Regions from separate parts of the Anser cygnoides genome. Here region 1 is linked to region 2. The links are chromatin contacts, called in public Hi-C maps. All regions are on one chromosome and are shown on one strand. Each heading gives the region's core, a stretch centred on a gene start, on an enhancer-like site or on the middle of the called end of the contact. The rest is flanking DNA. Distances are from core to core; before and after follow the strand shown.

The links. A called contact is a pair of places that touch in the nucleus more often than the background predicts.
Region 1: a Hi-C map of liver shows a contact between it and region 2, with 5 times the contacts expected there. The contact joins two enhancer-like sites. A contact is called at or near these places in 2 of 7 Hi-C or Micro-C datasets (both in liver).

Annotation. Positions count from the first base shown.
Region 1 is chr9:19,987,172-19,992,245 of Taihu_goose_T2T_genome, forward strand. No RefSeq gene overlaps it. Among named protein-coding and RNA genes, the nearest start is that of TBL1XR1, 22 kb to the right of the region's middle. Within about 2 kb of position 1,325, at least 1 of the 3 cell types and tissues checked has open chromatin away from gene starts, as enhancers often do. A contact at or near this core is called in liver, where this site is marked.
Region 2 is chr9:20,836,321-20,841,325 of Taihu_goose_T2T_genome, forward strand. The region is part of intron 1 of NAALADL2 (N-acetylated alpha-linked acidic dipeptidase like 2); the gene reads right to left. Among named protein-coding and RNA genes, the nearest start is that of NAALADL2, 33 kb to the right of the region's middle. Within about 2 kb of position 1,276, at least 2 of the 3 cell types and tissues checked have open chromatin away from gene starts, as enhancers often do. A contact at or near this core is called in liver, where this site is marked.

The DNA.
Region 1 (5,074 bases), core at 75-2,574, 850 kb before region 2:
CTGGGCCTCCGCGGGAGCTTTGAGCCCAGTCCCTCTGCCCTTGCCTCGCAGGGGCCAGCTTTGTGCAGGAAATATCACTTCTGTAGAAAACGGCCACCTCCCTGCCTTTCCAGCCTGAGCAGAGCAGGGGCACCGCCGCTGGGCTCCCCATGATGCAGGAGTTGTGCAGCACGGTGCGGCGTGGGGCTGGTGCCCTTTTACTCCAGCCTGCTGCTGGAGGGAAGGTGCGAAGCAGCTGTGCTGTGCTGGGCCATACAGGCTGGGCAGGCTCCTTCCAGGTGAGCAACTCTTAGCCTGGGATTAAAGCCTGTGCGGTGTCATGTGTGTATAAAGTCATCTGTGGCCCTATGAGTGCGCAGCTAGCTTGTAATGGGCATGTTAATAAGGCTATTAAGGTTTACAAATATTCTGCTCTTCCTTACAGTTTATAATTTAATTAATTGCCAGTTAATTGTCTTATTTTCCCCCTGTGATTGATGTCACTGAGTGGGATTAGGCAGCATCAGATGATAGGGAAAGCGGGAATGAATGCAGCATCCTACGACGGTACGAGAGGAGATGTTTTTATGGACAAATCCTTTCCGACATGGATGAGTACCGCAATGAGATATCACCGGGTATCAGCTCGATACATATTGTAATGGGATCATTAGCGGAGGTACCAGCTGTGTGAGGTTTGTGTTCACAAACCATGGGTAAGTAACAGGGAAATATTGGCTCCTTGGAAATGTTAGCCAAATGTAAATCCTTCCCTTTTTACAGAGCCAGCGCTCGGTTTGTATAACGTTGGATAATACTCCACGAGGCCCGGGGGACTGCTCCGGCTACCCCTGCAGTCGGCAATGGCAGGGGAGCCTTTGGCTTCTGTGCCGGAGGAAGGGAACCTGGGCTCTGCCTCAGAGCTACCCGAGCAAGCCAGCAGCATCGCTGCTCCTGGTGCCCAACGGGTCGCTGAGCTCCGGGTTGGCTTTTAAGCTGCCCTCTGTGGGGTACAAATCTGGAGGTGCTGCAGAAGTACTCCAGAGGTTTTGCTTTCTCTGAGCCCTTCTGGGGGACCAAAGGCAGCCCGCTCTGGCATGCCTCCAGCTCCCAAAGCCCGCAGTGGTGCCAAGCAAGGGGATCCGGGGTAAATGAAAACCCAGACCTAAGTGACTTTTGACCAGACTTTGATGTCATTTCAGCAGAATAAACCTGGAGCAATTACAGTGGCTTTGGCGTGAGTGAGATCAGATTGTGAAACCAGGCTGAAGAGAAAATAACCCATGTGTGCCTGCCCGGGTGGGCGTGCAGTGAGTTAGAGCCCCTGCATAAATCAGCACACGCTAAGTAGGTTATTTCTGAGGCTGTAATCAGAACAAGGAGTCAGCCAAACCACATCTGTCTCTTTTAATTCATTCCTTCCATTTTGGGGACTTCGCCTTCATGAACAGCTATCAGTGATTACATAAAAGAGATTAGCTAACATTTCTGCATAAATCAAGGCCGGCGCAAGATGTTTCCTACAGGCGTTGCGAAACCCGCGCCGGGCGGAGGACACGATCCCCACCGAACACGGCGACGCTGCCCTGGCCCAGCAGCAGCTCAGGGGCCACGGACAAAACCTTCGTGCTTCTCCAAACAGCCTTGCAAAAAGCAGATCCAACGTGTGCGTGGAGGGGAACGGTGGGCCCTGGGTCTGCGTGGTGGTTTTTTTTTTTTTTTTTCCCATGAGCAGATCTTTCAGCCAAGATACATGACAGAAACAATGAAAGGAAGAGAGGGGCAGGAGAGCCTTATTGTAAACCAGATTTCCATGTGTGAATGCAAATCAATCTTGCTGTTAAGGAAAGAGCCGAGCCAGAACGTGTTACATCTCCTCTTTTAGCACAGTCGCTAGCAGAATGTCTTGATGTGAACGCTGTTGTGTGACTCAACAAATCTTCGTGTTTGTTTCTTTTTTTCCATTTCAAGGCAGCTTCATCATTTTCCTCTGCTTTTTGCTCTGTTACCATGAACGGTGAGGCTGTCATAGGGTCAGGGACTTGGAATTTTCCTTTCAGTGTTGTCTCACTGCTCGTCCCCTATTTTTCCTTCTCTTTTTGCTACAGGTCAGAGCAGATCTATGCTGAGATATAGGGGAAGGCTCAGCCCTTCTCTCCCATTCGATCTGCCCCAAGTGGTCCCAGTCCCCTGACTGCAGAGCATCTGTCCCTGCGCTGTCCTTCCACCCCATCATCTGCATCCGAGCTTCCCTGCTGAGCCTTCGAGCCAAAAATACCAAAAGAAGTCTCAAGTTTTTCATTCCTTCATTTTTGAGGAACTGAATTCGAGACCCCGCAGCTGAGTTTCAACGCTGCCAAATACCAGTAGCTCCCATTAGCTGCTGAGTACTCATCACTTCTCAAAGTCAGGCCCAGAGTATCTCTTACTGGTATTTATTACTTGGAGTTGTGCTTAAAACCTTAGCAAGACCTGGGAAGAACTGAAAAGAGGAAAATTCACACTCCTTTCTTTCCAGGTGCGGAACTGAACTGAAGTACAATTTAAGGTCTGATGTTTAAATGCGTGCTGGCCAGCTACCATGTGGGAAAATGGTAGTGATGGAAATGTGTGATGAAACCAGCTACCCACGGGCATTTAGTGCTTTCAGAAAATAAAAGCAAAAAAAAAAAAAAGCACAAAGATGCCCATCGCCTGTTGAAATACATGCCCAGGAATATATCTGGAAATAAAGCTGGTTCTCTCCCTCCATCCTTTGATCTCGAGCATCTTTCAAAATCTGGCCTCCAAGTGATACACCCAGGGACGCGTGAAATCAAGCACTGAATCTTTATCTCCTCCACGTGTGCTTCTCTGCACTGCAATTCACAGCACAGATCCGTTCCTCACCCGGACTGGTCTTGGCTCGGTGATCAACAAGACTAATCCCAGAAATAAGGATACTGGCCAGGAATCACAGAGCGGGGGGAAGATGTGGCCCCCAGAAGTACGCCCCCCCCAACATTGCCCCATGGCGAGTGATGTCCCTGCACAGACACAGACACCCTCCCCTTCTCCTCCCATCCAGGCTGCAGCTGGCCTTGGATTCTCCCCTGATGTGTGAAGAATGTAAAGCTGTGCCCCTAATCCTTGACCTGTGTTGAGGACCACGGAGCTAGTCGTTTCTGAAACAGCACCCAGAGAGAGTCCGAGACCTTTTCGTGCCAGCGGTGTAGCAGGGAGGAGAGCGCCTGGAGAGACCAACTACCCGTATAGTGAAGGGAAATCTGAAGTTTCCCCTCTGCTTTCTCGTGCATAGCAGCATCTGTATGCCTCATTTCCATCTTCACAGCTCCAGCAATTTACATAATGAACATTTGCAAAGCCTGAGATCTGGGTTCACTTTGTATCGCATTTACTGTAGATGACCTTCAACATATCATCAGAAAAGTTTCCCAGGCAATTTTCCCAAAGGGTATGAATGTGAAGCATAAGACCATCAGGAAGGAAGAAAAGGGAATAAAATCAGATTTCTGAGATACCCATTATTCTAAGATATATTTTCTCTTCTACAGCAGGAAAAAAATATTTGAGTTTTAAAAAAAAAAAAAGAGTTTTGGCCTTGCTTCTTTAAAACCAGTGTTGGTATAAGGCCCATCAATAAAGTAATTTAATTAGATCTGCAAAAAGAATATTTCCATAACAGAATGCATTTGAAGAAATGTTAAATTAAGGAAAAAAATATAACCAGAGAAACAATTTTATTTTTATTCTTTCATAAACAATGGCTGTAAAATGAGTTTATTCATTTTGGCCGCCTGATCAAGTACTGAACAAGAAAAAAATCTGATGGCAAATAACAGGGCGGTCAAGGCAGAGATTCAAGACCTAAGACAAATCCTGACCTCAGGGGTCAGAACTGGGCATCAGGGTAAGAACGAGCACCTGGGGGCAGTTGTGCCTCCTGCGAAGGTGTCAGGTGCAGCTCGGATTTCTCCTAATAGGGCTGCAGTAAGCACAAGGTGATAGAGCAGAAGGGAGGCCCTGGCCTGTTTTTGCCGCTGACACCCATCCTCAGAGCAAGATCTTCTTCAGCCACCTTGCAAGTGGCAGCAGAGCGTGTCTGAGCCCTGGGGCGCTACAGCTCCAATGCTATGCTGAAGTTTACGTTATACCAGTGTGGAGCAGCAGCAGAGAAACTGCTTCGGTTGTAGTCTGGGTGCTGGATAAGGACAACTTGGGGATAATCCCTCACCTGACGGCTGCCCGTGAGTTTTCTTTTCCTGTTTGGGCTGTCAAGCTGGTTATCGGTCACTGAAGCAACAGAGGGTGCTCTCAAAGGAGAAACACATTTTGCAACTATATTTGTATAGAAAATTAGTAGAAAGCTGAATATAGAGATGTCCTGGTGATGAAGGAAAGGTCTCATGTCAGCAGTCTTGAGGCTCCTCACATAAAATGGATGTTATACACTACCATGATAGGCATGCTGGAAATGTCTGAAGTAGGTAAGTCTGACCCTGTTCCCGCTGCTGTAGGCTAAGTTTATACAGAATATTGCCCTATGCAATAAACACAAGCTGTTAGGAAGAATTTTGGACTCCTTTGTTTTAAGATAGTGCCCTGTGTGTTCTCCTTTCTGGGCAGATTTGGGTGTTTACCTGCTGTAAACATGTGGCTGGCGTTAGCTTGCATTTTCTGACCTCAGATGTGTTGCAAGATGTTTATCAGTGTATCCTGCGTGGCTCCATGTTACCAGAATGGGGGCAGTGTAGGGGCAAAAACTGCCATCGGGTGATCTTTACCAGCGTACTTCCTTCAGTGCCTTTGGTCTAATGTTATCCTGGGCCAGATGTAGGTTCTCTGCAGCTCCCCTGTGCACTGTCATAAAATGGCCCCAACCTGCTGTGGAGGGTTGCTGGACCTTCCTCTCAGATAGCCAGCTTTTAGTCTGCAAACCGTGAGCAGAGGCCATCAGAGAAGCATCACGCTGAACCCATGGAGAAAGGGAGAAAGTAGCAGCGTGTGCAGCTGGGGAAGCTCGTCCTTATACTTAGGAATGCTTCCTCCTTTCATCCTTTTTTTTAAAGTACTACCATATAGTGTTTAATAATTC
Region 2 (5,005 bases), core at 26-2,525:
ATTCATCTTATCCTCTGTTTTGATGCACAAGAGCACTGCAACTTTTCTACCCTGCTCTCCATTCATACCAGAAAGATGAGGCAGAAACTGGGCCTTATCTCTTTATTACTTTAATTGGTGTGCGATTGCAACTGCATTTATTATTGTCCCTACACATAAGCTATCAATGCAGGACATTTTAAACAGCTGTCTATTAACATGGTGACTTAGGGCTAATAAGTCACTACTAGCACTGAACTTTAACACATTTAATACTTAAATCCCCAAGCCCTTTTTTGAGCTGCACTGGATGTCACAGAAATACCGCGTCACTTTGGCACCGCCGTTTCCCTGCCTGCCCTAGGACACGCGTGCCATCTCACCAGTCACAGCAGTGGTGTGCCAGCCACAGGCCCGCTGGAGGATGCTGAGTTGGAGCTCTTCTGCAAGAGATCCGCAGGCAGCTCTCCTCCCCAGCGCGCTTCTACCCGGGGCAACCTTCTCCTGGAAGCAGCATGCCGACAGCCAGGCTCGCTAAGCAAAAGCGTTCACCGCATACATAAGGCTTTTTGCATACTGGCTCAGATCAGACCATTAGCTTTTTTTTTTTTTTTTAAGAGTTAATTCAGCTTTAATATTAAGTTCTTAATATCCTTCAGTGTTTGAGCTGTTTAATGGATAACTCAAAGTTGACTTATTTTTTTTCCATAAGTAGACAAACAGTAAAAGACACTTCAGCAAGGTCACTTTGCCTTGCTGCAAAGCCTAACAGGGACATCAGATAAGGCCTCACCTAAAGTCCTTTCCTGTCAATGGGAGGATTTCCACTGGTTGAACTTTAATACCGAATGTAGATTTGGGATCAACCACACGATTACAAAGCTCTCACTGACAATACCCACTGGATTTAAAAAAAAAAAATGCATCTTCACATTTGATATTTCTGCATCCAATCACCAGTTACAAGAATTATTCAGCCTCTTAAGACTCTAGTGGTCAAAGAAAACTTTTTGGAAACCAAATACTATTTTCCTAATTTTAGAGTCTTTTCCTGTAACTCAGTGGCAATTGTATTTAAGTAAACTATTGTATGGCAGTATTATTTACCCAATCTTCTTTTTTGTCTTAAATGACTTCCTAAAGAAAACAAACACGAACAATGATCTCAGCATTTATATAGCAGTGAACTTCAGATACAGTAATTGTACTGCTGTGAGCTATGGCAACTTTCCCATGGGGGAAGAATGACCTGGTAATTCAAGAATGGCAAAGTCAAAAGTAAGGTAAGCTGGGGGAGGAAAAGGATTTCCCCCCAGGACGAGATAAATATAATTTCACACGGCAGTGTATATCTCTCTTAAGCCTCAGGTGGTTTTAAATTAATGAGATTAGTTCCAGCAGGCAGTGAAATCCCAGGATATAGGATTTAATATTTCAGCAGTTTTCACTTCATCCAGCAAGTACAGTGCAGTCAATCTTTGTGTCATTTTGTTATTGTCCTGGTCTGGGTCTCATTTTCAGACTCCAAGCCTGGCTAAAGCAACTCGTAACTTTGACTTGAAAACTTAAGCATCTTGTAAAGAGCGTGCTTAAAGTTTTAAAAGTGCAAAGAAAGGAAACAGACATCTGGAGGAAGTAATTTTTTTATTATTATTTTTAAACTTTTCAGGTATACTTTTATAGAATGCAATTTGATCTTGTAATGATGTATTTATTTATTTTAAATCAAGGTCACACACGTTTTATCCTGAGCACACAAAAAATGCAGTATGTATTGGTTGGAAGAAACACTGCTTTGTTAAAACTTAGTCCCTAGAAGATAGACATTAACACATTAGGATGACTGACTAGTTCAGTATGAATTATGCACTGAATGATTGCTACCTAGCTCAGTAACAACCAAAATGAGTTCCCATCCAGCAACCACCCACTAGACATACAAACTGGAGTTCCACTCCAGCCTGCTCACACAAACTGACCACTGCCCTTTCCTCTTCTCCAGCAAACCAAAATGTGCAGCCAGCACATCTGATGATCATATTAGTTTTAGGCTTCTCTCCAAGACAGACTGATTAAACTACAAATCGAGAAAGCACACAAAAATTTTTTTGTCAGGGTAATTTAACCTCAAAATACAAAACGAGATCTACTCAGAGGACTTCTAGTTTCACAGGAAAAGTGTTTGTTTTAGTTTTAGCTTACAAACTAGATTATAATAAAGAAAAACCACACCCACCCAGCCGTCGTTTTAAGTTTTTTGTTGATTTTGCTTTTACTCACAAGTCTATCTGTGAGAAAGTATTTTGTGCCAAAGCACCTCCCCACTGTCTTAATTCTTCATCCTCTATAGAGACGTTCTTCCTATTTCAGCTTCCGTCACTTCATATTAACCAGGTGTCTTTAGTTGCATCCAGAAAGTTCGATCATCTTTGTCAGAGAGGGAGTGTTTCATCATAGTCCATGGCAGGGAGAAGAGTGGCAAAAGCAAAGCAAAGGAGAACTGCTCAGAGCTGCACGATCCAATTCCTTTTCCTGTGGAACTGCTGGGCTAGAACCTCCCTGGTACAAAGCCGTACAGTCTAACTGAAGAAAGGCAATATCAGCACATGAATTGAGGGCACAGAGGCCAACACCTGACCACAAGTTAATTTCTGGCACAATTCAAAATTTTATAACCATTTGAACCTGATTTGCTGAACAAACAGCAAAGCATTCAGTATCCACCACTGCTTGGACTGGCTGTAACCTGGACAAACTTAGCTGTAGAGTTATGTGGATGCAACATGAAAGTGATAGTACAACACATTCTCCTACTATGAGCCCTAAATATTTGCTTACCTGAGAAGTAAATATACTTTTGCTCTTAAGCTAAGTCCAGTGAGTATTTCCAGATCTGCATAGAGTAAAGCATGCCATTTTCAATTAAATATAACATGCAAATATAATTTCCAACAATACGAAAATGAAGTACCAAGGTAATTGTTCTGGAAGTACTGCAATTATAAGTGTCATCAGAATGCATTATGCTTTCTGTTGACAAAAGATTATTCTGTAATGGGTCAGGAAACTCCTTTCACACACCTTAATAATCAGCACACAAGCTTCAAAAAGGAAGTCTATTTCAAAGCAGTTATGAATCTCTCCCATCATTTCTTTATCAGCCTCTGAAAATAACAGATCTAGCAGAAAAATACTTATAAAAGTATGACTGCAGGGTGAGTTACCTTAAAATATTTTTAAAAGAAAGCAAAACAACAAGAAAAGCCCACAAGTTTTAATGCAAGTTTTAAGGCTTGAAGGGTCAATAAAAACAATCTGAATCCCACACATCATTTAAGGTCTAGAATCCTTATAGACATACCTGCCACAAAAGATAGGCTTTAGAAATGTTAATAGTTGCACGATATTCTAGTGTATTTCTGCAGGAAAAAAAAAAAAAAACAATACAGCTTTGTGATTGCTTTACAATGTTAATCTGTGAAGTGGCCTTAATCTACTATATGAAAAAAAGGTCCAAATACTTGCCTTAACCTTACCTCTCTCCCTTTTGCATTGGTCAAGTCCATTTTTGCTACACGTAATTTCATGGCTAAGTGAATCATTGCACAAAAGTTCCCTTATAGAGCCTATTATCAGCATTTGGCTGAAGACAGCACAGAAGCATTAAGCTTCCTGGAAAGTGAAAGAGTCGAGCTCTTCCTTTTCACACCAGCAAGCAAAAATGGCCTGATGGTCAAAAGTGCCGGCTGCAGCCCCTCTTAGCAGGCAAAGAACTGCAATTTTGACAGCAAGTCATAAACTATGCGTGCCATCTCCTCCATCCACAAAGTGCTATGTACCCACATAGCCGGTCATATACAAGCAAGCACAAGAAAGCTGTGCCCTGTCATTTAATGCCTGTGGAGGGAATGCAGAACAAAAACCCTAAAACAATACTGGTGCCATAAAGGGAAGAGAGGGACAACCAGCCCAGCTCTGTCCTGGAGGATATGGGGAAGTAACCCTCACATCCAGCTACATACAAATACTTACTTACCTTCTCTATGCTTTCCTTGTTTCTTCTCCCTTGCATGCTGCCCTCTCAATATTCACATGGAACAAAAACTATTAAACAAAAACTATTACACTACAAATTTGACTAAAGGTATATGCTACAGGGAAAAGGGGAGGAATTTAATCTTCGCTAAGATTCCTTTATATTGCCATAGAAATAGTGGATAGGGTGTATATATGAGAGCACGTATACTTGTGCAGAAATATTGCAGGCAGAAACACTTTCCTGGATAAATGGAAGGCAGCCTTTGTACAAACAGGAAAAATATCCCAGAGTTCAGTCAAGGGTCTCCACTTTGCACATTAACATAATCCAACTGCTTTTCTGTCTAGCTCGGGACAGAACCTGCCTTGTCAGAGGCTGGCTGTTAGAGATCACGTAACACTAGATGACACCACTGAGGTATGCCAGAGAACAGCAATGCTAAAGCTTCTCTGCTTTGCTTGCATTGTAAATATCCTAAAGCCACACTACTTTGAGGAAGAAAAAAATAACATGGCAGTAAAACATTGAGTTTGAAGTCTCATATTCCCTGAAATTTTTGCTCCTAGGTCCAGAGGGCTGCACGCCACAGCTGCCTGGATATGTCAGGGAAGATTCAGCATCCTTCTGCTGCGGGAGCACGGCAGATGAACCCCGTGCACTAGACGGAGCTTTGTTTAGGAGAGAGTTGCTGGCGTGAGGCTGATGTATATGAACAAAGACAGGCTACAAAGTTGGAGGAAATATGGAAACTAAGATACAGTTTTGTGATATAAATAAGATAATGAAATGGACAGAGGTTGTCAAGAGAATTTTCACTTTCCTTTACGTTTACTAAAATAAGTATTGATTGATACATTCACAGTTTCATTGCGGTGAGCATTAGATTAGGGCTATTGGACTAACTCAATATGATGCATTGCATGACAGCTAGAAAAAATTAAACAGCTTAAGCTGCAATCTTGTCAGATCTGAGAAGCCAGGGAGGAC